3 separate regions of the Zea mays genome follow, and regions 1 and 2 are each linked to region 3. The links are chromatin contacts, called in public Hi-C maps. All regions are on one chromosome and are shown on one strand. Each heading gives the region's core, a stretch centred on a gene start, on an enhancer-like site or on the middle of the called end of the contact. The rest is flanking DNA. Distances are from core to core; before and after follow the strand shown. Region 1 holds the start of LOC100277379. Region 2 holds the start of ZCN14 (ZCN14 protein). Region 3 holds the start of LOC100282778.

The links. Hi-C and Micro-C count contacts between places; a contact is called where the count stands out from the background.
Region 1: a Hi-C map of leaf shows a contact between it and region 3, with 2.6 times the contacts expected there. The contact joins the promoter of LOC100277379 here to the promoter of LOC100282778 in region 3. A contact is called at or near these places in 4 of 25 Hi-C or Micro-C datasets (bundle sheath, ear, endosperm and 1 more).
Region 2: a contact with region 3 is called in a Hi-C map of leaf, with 2.7 times the contacts expected there. The contact joins the promoter of ZCN14 here to the promoter of LOC100282778 in region 3. A contact is called at or near these places in 6 of 25 Hi-C or Micro-C datasets (ear, leaf, tassel and 1 more).

What each region holds. Positions count from the first base shown.
Region 1 is chr8:25,173,310-25,176,253 of Zm-B73-REFERENCE-NAM-5.0, forward strand. It overlaps LOC100277379, which reads left to right and starts at 1,360. Exons shown (of 2, transcript XM_008657550.4): 1 at 1,360-2,011; 2 at 2,127-2,439. The coding sequence starts at 1,899. The coding sequence ends at 2,364. It overlaps LOC100274451, which reads left to right. Exons shown (of 5, transcript NM_001148810.1): 5 at 1-89.
Region 2 is chr8:25,986,035-25,988,988 of Zm-B73-REFERENCE-NAM-5.0, forward strand. It overlaps ZCN14 (ZCN14 protein), which reads left to right and starts at 1,509. Exons shown (of 4, transcript NM_001112780.2): 1 at 1,509-1,888; 2 at 2,042-2,103. The coding sequence starts at 1,694.
Region 3 is chr8:25,665,608-25,668,711 of Zm-B73-REFERENCE-NAM-5.0, forward strand. LOC100282778 reads left to right here and starts at 1,732. Exons shown (of 5, transcript NM_001155684.2): 1 at 1,732-2,183; 2 at 2,286-2,504; 3 at 2,586-2,734; 4 at 2,859-3,104. The coding sequence starts at 1,934.

The sequences.
Region 1 (2,944 bases), core at 110-2,609, 490 kb before region 3:
CTGTTGTAAGATGGTACGATTGCTATAGCCGTGTAATTTTTTTTTGTTGAATCAGTTTTCATTTTTAGTAAAAGGTTTGCATTGCCATTGATCGTCCTCTCTTGTTGCCCCGCCTCTCCTAGTTGAGCTGCTCATGTGTTCTAACTTTGCAACTGCTAGTCCATCTGATCCCTTTACTTTGCGATCGCCCTGAGCTGCTGAGAGTGCAGCAGTACACCTTGCAGTTGCAACGGTGAAGGAGAAGCATCTGACAGTTTGAATGGTGGAGAAGCGTCTGACGGTTTGAATGATGATCCTTATATACATTTGTGCCACCTATTCTCCTATGTTTCAGTTTTACGTTCCACTTCTTCTATATTTCACGTCCTAAAAAAATTTAAGATGATTTTAGATAATACTCTTTGTGCAACTAAATAATACTCTTATCCCATAAAATAAGACGTGCATGTTTTTTTAAAAAAAGTCAACGTAACTTTGACTAACAATTCAACCAAAAATGCATATTTTTTAGTGTATGTATGTTATATACCTGAATTTGTATTAAAAATGCTTTAACATGATGCTCATTGTGTATTTAATGATGGCATATTTTCAAAAAAAAAAATGGTCAAAGTTCTGCTTTAAAGACCATGCAAAAAAATAAAGTATATTATTATTATTACTACTATGGTTATTTGTTATTTGATTTTATATTGTAATATATTAAATATTTGTCGTTGTTTGGTTATAGAAATAACCCTTAGTTCCTGTCGTGTGTTTTCCTCTCTACGCGCATGTAGCAAGTGTTTCCAACGGCTAGCGAAATAAAATATTAGGGTGCGTTTGGTTCAATGTACAAGGAGGGATGGAATGAGGCCGCCACATTTTCTATAGTGTTTGGTTGAGAGTCAAGCGGGGGCGAGGTGAACACTGGAGTGATTTTTGGGAGCGGCGTGATCCCAAAAAATCGAGGAGACGATGTCGCCCCCGATTCATCCTACTTTGACCTCAAACCAAACATATTATTAATAATTTGAACCATGGTCTCTAGCAAGACCTTCCTTTATATAACTCATATTGGTTTGTATAGTAGAGAGAAACTATATATTAAATATGAAAATAGTAGTGATGCACGAGCAACTAACTAGTTGTTGATTGTTTTTGTAAATCCATCCTAGATCAAGTTTTGTCTTATTCTTGATTTTGCCTAGTTTTTTTATTCTTGCAATCGAAAATCGAATTGCAACAAGTATTTTTTTTAAAAAATAAACATGTGTAATAACCTTGGTCCGAAACGAACTTAAAATTCTGAGTCAGGCCTCAGGCAGTCAGGCATCTTGTTGATTGCGAAATCATTGAGGTTGGTTGGACACCTGGACCTGGACGAGAAGAACTCAACGAGAACGTGGGAGGACAAGACAGGAGGAGGCAGCCGGCGGGCGGCGGCGGCCCACGGGCACGGGCGCCACGGCCAAACGCGTGCGCCATCAGTCAAACTCCGCCCACGGACTCCCGTGACGTGGCCGGCGAGTGCGTTGGGGCCTTGGGGGAGCTGGCCAACGGTTCCGTTGTCGCTCCATCGCTGCCGTCCGCCACGCCATCCCCGACGGAAACTGCCCTGCCGCGGCTGCCTCACTGTCTGCCAGACTGCCCACCCGGCCCCGTCTATCCCTTGGAAAGTCAGACGAGAAAGCGTGCTGGGCACCGCAAGGAAAGCGACCACGAAACCGCGCGCCTCCTGCCTCTCCATCTTCTCCATATATACTACCTATCGACCGTGTCCGGCGGGCCGGACCTCTTGTCGTCTTGGTGCGCGCGCTCGGTTTCCCTTCCTTTTTCCCTCGCGCGCGGCCAACCTAGAAAGCGACGGCGGAGCCGGAGAGGGAAGGGGAGGCGGGCCGGCTGGTCAAGGGCGGACGATGTGCTGCGGCGGCGACGGGGAGTGCCGGCCGCTCGGGTGGCTCCTGGGCCTGCCCTTCGCGCTGCTCGCCGTCCTCGTCTCCTTCGTCGGCGCCGTCATCTGGATCATCGGGTGCGTGGTTTCCTTCTTGTTCGATCTTGCTCCCCTTTATTTTCTTCTTCTCCCTTCTCCCGTTAAAGTAAGCAGATTAACTGATAGCTTCAGTCCGTTTGGTCCGTGCATCCAGGCTGCCCATCTCGTTTATGCCCCTGCTGCCTCTGCGTGACGGTGCTGCTGGAGGTGGCCGTGGAGCTCGTCAAGGCGCCGCTCCATGTCATGACCTGGTTTACCTCCAAGATCCCCTGCTAGCTGTCCCCTGCTTTCTGCTGTGCGGATCATACATACATCTTGCTTTAGCCGGAGAGGTTGCTGTACTGTACTGTACTGTTGTTTCGTTTCGTCGTCGCTTGGTCCGTTCGTCCTAGTGCTACTTTGGGTTTCTGCGATTGATTTTTCAGACTAGCTTGTTCTTGAATTGAATGCATGGACTTGTGCTGCCAGCGCCCTGGCTAGCTACGACGATCAGATCAGCCGGCAGCCCGGCACACTGACTTTGGTCACGGCTGCCTTCATGGCGTAGGTTTTTGCGTGTGTTCCGCAGGGAATCCGCATGAAAATCCGTCTGAAATTGCGAGCGGAGCGGTTCCAGAATCCAAACTTGCAAGTTCCGCCTCCGCCTCCGCCGGCTGGGGCGAAGATTCCGCCGAGTGGGCCTGGGGGTCGCTTGGGTAGTTTGGATTTAAGCGACTGCTCCGCACTAGGCCAAAAGGCTCAACTTTCCTTCTCGGCCCATGCCCATTCTAAACCGTACTACCTACTCCGCTCCTAGGAGATTCAGGGTTCAAAACTGTATATCGAACTATAAAGAATTATAGATGTATCTCATATGTGCGTCAAAAAAGAACAACACATACAATTACAAGCACATAGAGATAAATGTCATAAATATCATAAATGTACTTATTACATAGGCGTAAGTCTTACAAAATAAATGATAAATATAAA
Region 2 (2,954 bases), core at 259-2,758, 320 kb after region 3:
TCGAAGCCAGGACAGGACAGGCACCGCAGGAGATCGACACGTCAACCCATCTTGTTTTTTCTACGACCGCTATTATTATTTACCACTTGCTTACTTAGTACTTACTGTGCGGTGCGGGGTAATTGGTAAACGGGTGTCGACGTCCCGGGCGCGTACGTCGTGTTGCGGTTACTGTTACCGCGCCGTGGTCGTGGTGGGCCAGCAAAGTCTGGCGGGCGGCCAATGGGAACTCGACAGAGCGGGGGAGACATGACGGGGCTGATAGCTGTACGTCCTCCAATCCCATGCACCCGGCCACCCATCCGCTCCGCTGTCTCGTCAGCCGTCAGCTACCTCTCTAGCTGCTCGCTCCTCAAGCAGTCAAGCTTCTCAATGGAACAGTATCTATCTATCCCTACAGTGGGCAGTGGTGCCATACATGGCCAAAAGTTTTAGCAGTATATGACACCAAAGAGCAAGTTTAATAATATAGCTAATGACAGGTTTTATGATATTAATATGTCGTATATAGTTAACTAAATACCTACTCATATAATAACTCTCCATAGAGACAAACTATTGTAGAAACCGTAGTCGAATTAAAGCTGCAGCAAGCCGCAACCGAACATAGAAGCTACCTATTTTCTCTCTCTCTCCACTCCTCTTGTTTTTATGTCACCATAAATCTGACGTGATATCTCTTATACTTCGTTTATATCAATTTATTATACTTGCTCTAACACCTAGTATTGTCGGTGCCTATCTATACAGTCAAAAAAATATGAAATAGTGTAAAGATTACAAATATAATGTAAAAATATAAATATTTATACCAATATAGACCGGATCTATCATATTTAAAATTATAAGAAATCATAATTCATAATCACATGTACACAACATAAATCACCTTTACATACCATCGGTTAGTCTAAGCATGTTGTCGTGTTGTGTTCGTGCTAGGCGGCTAGGCCATTGTGATGGGGTGACAACCTCGATACGACATTGGATCTTTTACTGTATTGACACATATGTACTATGTGAATCGTGTAGTATCATGCTACAACAGTATGAATCGTGTTGTATTTAGTGTCGACTTATTTAGCACGACTCATTGGACCATCTATAAGCGGGGGTGGAGAAGAGAATTTGTTTTGACTGATGGGTTATGTATTAAAAAAAATTAGCTGGCTAAAAACTAACAGATACTAGCTACTCCTTACTAATCCTGGGCAGGGCAGGAGGAGGGGCCGGGGGCCCCCTCCCTTTCCTAGACGAGCTAGCAAACAGCGGTCAGCAGCAGGGACAGTCCATTTCCGTCTGACCCGCCCGCGGCCGTTCCCCCACCCCGCCTTTCCTTGCACCCACCCAGCAAGCAGAGCCCACCGGATGGACGGACGCCCCGCGCGCCGGCCGGCCGGTCGATTCCCCCACTCCACTCGCCGCCCGCGGCTGGGCTGCGCTGCGCATCGACGACGGACGACGACACAATCACCCCCACCCCCCGTCCAATCAGCAGCGGACGAGGGACGACCACGGCCCCCCGTCTGCCGCACGCGCGCCCGCTCTGCCAGCTGCTGCTACTACTGCTAAACCTCGCCCACCAGTCGCGTGAGGAAATAGCAACCTGCTGAGCTCGCTCGTTCGCTCGCTCGCCTGCCTTCTTCCCTGGGCAAGCTAGCTAGCTAGGATCGAGGAGGAGCTCTGCCCGGCCATGCAGCGTGGGGATCCGCTGGTGGTGGGCCGCATCATCGGCGACGTGGTGGACCCCTTCGTGCGCCGGGTGCCGCTCCGCGTCGCCTACGCCGCGCGCGAGGTCTCCAACGGCTGCGAGCTCAGGCCCTCCGCCATCGCCGACCAGCCGCGCGTCGAGGTCGGCGGACCCGACATGCGCACCTTCTACACCCTCGTACGTAACAGTCCGTTCACTCGATCTTCTCATTATATTCATCCACTGCATCCCTACTATAGACAGACAGTACATGCGTGCGTGTTGTACACGATTCCAAGCCATCAGCCAGCTTAAACCGCATGCCTGAATCTGACTAATTCTGATCTGCAGGTGATGGTAGATCCTGATGCGCCGAGCCCCAGCGATCCCAACCTCAGGGAGTACCTGCACTGGTAATCTACTACTACTAGTAGCTAGCTAGCCGCATATCCGTTTCCATCCACGTACTAGTCTACAAAACAAACTGCATGCTTCGCTGCTTTGCTTCTCTGCAGCAAGCATGACCTTAGAATAAACGATCTCGGTACATATATAATTATCTATTTATCAGTCTAAGCTATTTTAAATCTTACTACATATTTTTTTGAAATGAACCTATATTCTTAATCGTATATAAAGTAAGCATAATTACATACTCATATACTTTATATGCACTTGCATATTTGATCATACTATTGTAGATAATTTAGTTTGACCATATACTTTATTTATATGTACTACATGGAGACATATATATATATATATATATATATATATATATATATATATATATCATAAATGTACATATATAAGAAACTATTTCTTAAAAATGCAAAATATTTTTCATATATACATACATATATACATTGCATATGGTAACACACGTACTGTCCACTTCCCGTCTCTTTCAGCATGCTACAACACACGTACTGTCAGGATCTTGTCTACATTCTCCACCTCGTACGGTAGGTAGTACTGTGTACTAGCATGATATAAATAAACTAATCCAGAGTCCACCAGCCTCCCTTTCCAGTTCTAGAGATCAATAATATATGCAAGCAAACTACTATTTAGTTGTGAATGACATTAGATATCTACCTGGGCGCATTTGTAGAAACATTATCCCGATTAAGAGTAAAGATGTTACTAACTGCCCTGATCACAGATACAATATCAAATATCTATTCGACTTGTTCTTCGCGCTATATATGTGTAGTTAGTTATTACCTCCATTCTCGAATATTTGTCGCTGGCTAGTTCATTT
Region 3 (3,104 bases), core at 482-2,981:
GGCCAGACTCGGACAGGAGACTAGGCACGGTGGGCTAGCCCGGCACGGCCTGTTTACCTCTAAGCCCGTTAAACCCGCTTTTTGCACTAAAACGTGCTTACTGGCCCGCTTTTCAGCTAGTTTTTTTGTGCTAAACGGGCCGGCCCGGCTCGGACCGTTTAGGCCCGCTGCGAGCCGGGCTCAGACAGGGAATTGAGCCCGCAGGGTTTAGATAGCTCGGCCCATTTTCTAACTGTGCCTGACAGACCGGATCCAAAATGGGCTGGGCTTCACCGGGCCAGGGCCGGGCAGCCCGTTTTGCCATCTTAGGCTGTACACGGACGGTACGGTTGCTGCTGCATGGCGATCGGGCTCGAGCCCCGTTCTGCAGAGATGCTCTGACTGATATGTATATTTTATGTGTAGAGGTATATATAGGATAATTTATAGGTAAACCGTTATAGAAAGAATGAATATAAGGGGAAATATTGCTGACGTGGATACATAGTAGCGTTTATTTTATGAGAAAAAATTTGAAGCTAACAGCTGCGGACAGGTTAACGGTGTAGCGTAGCGGCTGTACACGGACGGTACGGTTGCGACTGCATGGCAACTGGCAATCGGGCTCGGCCCCCCGTCCTGCAGAGATGCTCTGACTGACCTCCACCTCCATGCAGCGCATCCCCCGAAGTGGCTGGGTCCTACTCGCGTGGGGGAGAAAAGGCCCATCCCAGAAATAAGATATTCGAAAGCTGTGCGTCGCGTCCTCCACACACATCACATCCCAGGGCCCGGGCTGACGGCTGTCGACCAAGGGAGGTTTACTACTGGATTTTATTCGCTAACTAGGATAGGAAGAAGAAGAAACCACTCTGTGATCTGTCACGTGGTGCGCGCGTGAGCACCGCGTCGACCGCTGTGGTCGGGGCCCGCCGGAATAATTGAGCCTTTGGGAGGGAAGAGGAGGAAGGGTTTTGGGGCTGGAGGACCCAGCACAATTACTGTGGACGTACTGGAGCAGCCGAGCTCGAGCTGCTGTGCGGCTGGCTGTTTCCCCCCTCCAGTCCAGTCCAGCCTCCACCACCCACCACCTCCTCCTGCTCGCTCATTCACTCACCATGTGTTTGGTTGTCTTCCCTATAGATGCAACTGTATCTGCATATACAAAATATAGTGTTTGTTTGGTTGGCTGTATTGCAAGAGACAGGCTAGCACGAACTTTAAAGCGCCGCGAGCCAGGTCCGGCGGGAACGCTCCGCGCGGTCGCACGCGCGCGGCCAGGCTTGGGCGAGTCTGCTGTTTACTCGTGCACGTAAATCGAGATGTTGGTTTTATTGGTTTTTTTGTTATATCCTGTAATTAAAAGATTTAATTACCGAACCGATTACATATCTGTGTTTCTGATATTTTTACGAACGAAACTAGACCACACATGCTATGTATATTTTAAATAAAAAAATTACGTGATTAAGATTAGTATATAATTAGTGTTTATTAACATGTAGTTAGTGTCTATTAAATAATTTTAACATATAATTACTGTCTACTAATATAATTTTCATTTATTTAATAACATTTTTAACTCATACAACAAATATTCATACCAGCAACCAAACAACATCTCTCATAAAACAGACTGATTGCATGCAGACAACCAAACACAAGAAGTTGCATGTGTCTAGTCAGACCAGTCAGAGCCAGGCTCACTAGATACGAAACAGCCTCAGCCAACCAGTCAACCAAACAGGCCCTCAGATTTGCACTCGGCCGGCATGGCATTTATCCCCCACCTACAATCTCAGGCAATCCGCCATTACTGAGAGCCCCATCGCACATCGGGTCGTGGCAAGCTCGCGACGCGGAAGCGCCACCGCTCCCCTGTCCGTCTCCGTCCACCTCCTGTGCCGGCTGCCTGCCTACCACATCAATCAGTGTGACCATCCAGCACATTCCCATGACGGGCCACGCCAGCCTGCTGCTGCCGGCGCTCGCCGCCGTCCTGCTCTGCTGCCCCCTCGCGCAATGCGGGCAGCAGAACTACACCTCCATGTTCAGCTTCGGCGACTCGCTCACCGACACCGGCAACCTGCTCGTGTCCAGCCCGCTCTCCAACCACATCGTCGGCCGCTACCCCTACGGCATCACCTACTTCCACCGCTCCACCGGCCGCTGCTCCGACGGCCGCCTCGTCGTCGACTTCCTAGGTGCGTTTGTGCGTGCGCGCGTCGTCCTCCTCCTCCTCCTCCTCCTCCTCCTCTTCTTCTCGGTGCATTTCCGTCTCTGACGCGAACGCCACCTCGCCGCAGCGCAAGCGTTCGGCCTGCCGCTGCTGCAGCCGTACCTGCAGTCCCGCGGCAAGGACCTGCGCCGGGGCGTCAACTTCGCCGTCGGCGGCGCCACCGCCATGGATCCGCCCTTCTTCCAGGAGATCGGCGCGTCCGACAAGCTCTGGACCAACCTGTCCCTCAGCGTCCAGCTCGGCTGGTTCGAGCAGCTCAAGCCGTCGCTCTGCAGCTCACCGAAAGGTCCGTCGCTCAAATCCGACATTTTTCTTTTTGCAATTTTTTTTGCCTCTGCTCTGAAATCTGAGTGAACGAGGCAAACAGAGTGCAAGGAGTACTTCAGCAAGTCCCTCTTCCTGGTCGGAGAGATCGGGGGGAACGACTACAACTACGCCTTCTTCAAGGGCAAGACCCTGGACGACGCCAAGACCTACGTCCCCACGGTCGCCGCCGCGGTCACCGATGCCACCGAGGTCACCACCGAACCTATCCTCTCCATTTGTTTACTGCATCTCTCCCTCGCTCTCGCACTAAACAATTCGGGAATCTCTCTTCTCTCTGCCCGTTAACGTTACTCGCTCGCGATCGCGACTGCAGAGGCTGATCAAGGCCGGCGCCACGCACCTGGTGGTGCCGGGGAACCTGCCCATGGGCTGCTCGTCGGCGTACCTGACCCTGCACCCGGGCCGCAACGGCAGCGACTACGACGCCGCCGGTTGCCTCAGGACGTACAACGACTTCGCGCAGCACCACAACGCTGTGCTCCAGCGGAAACTGCGGGCGCTCCGGGCGAAGTACCCGCAGGCGAGGATCATGTACGCCGACTACTACGGCGCCGCCATG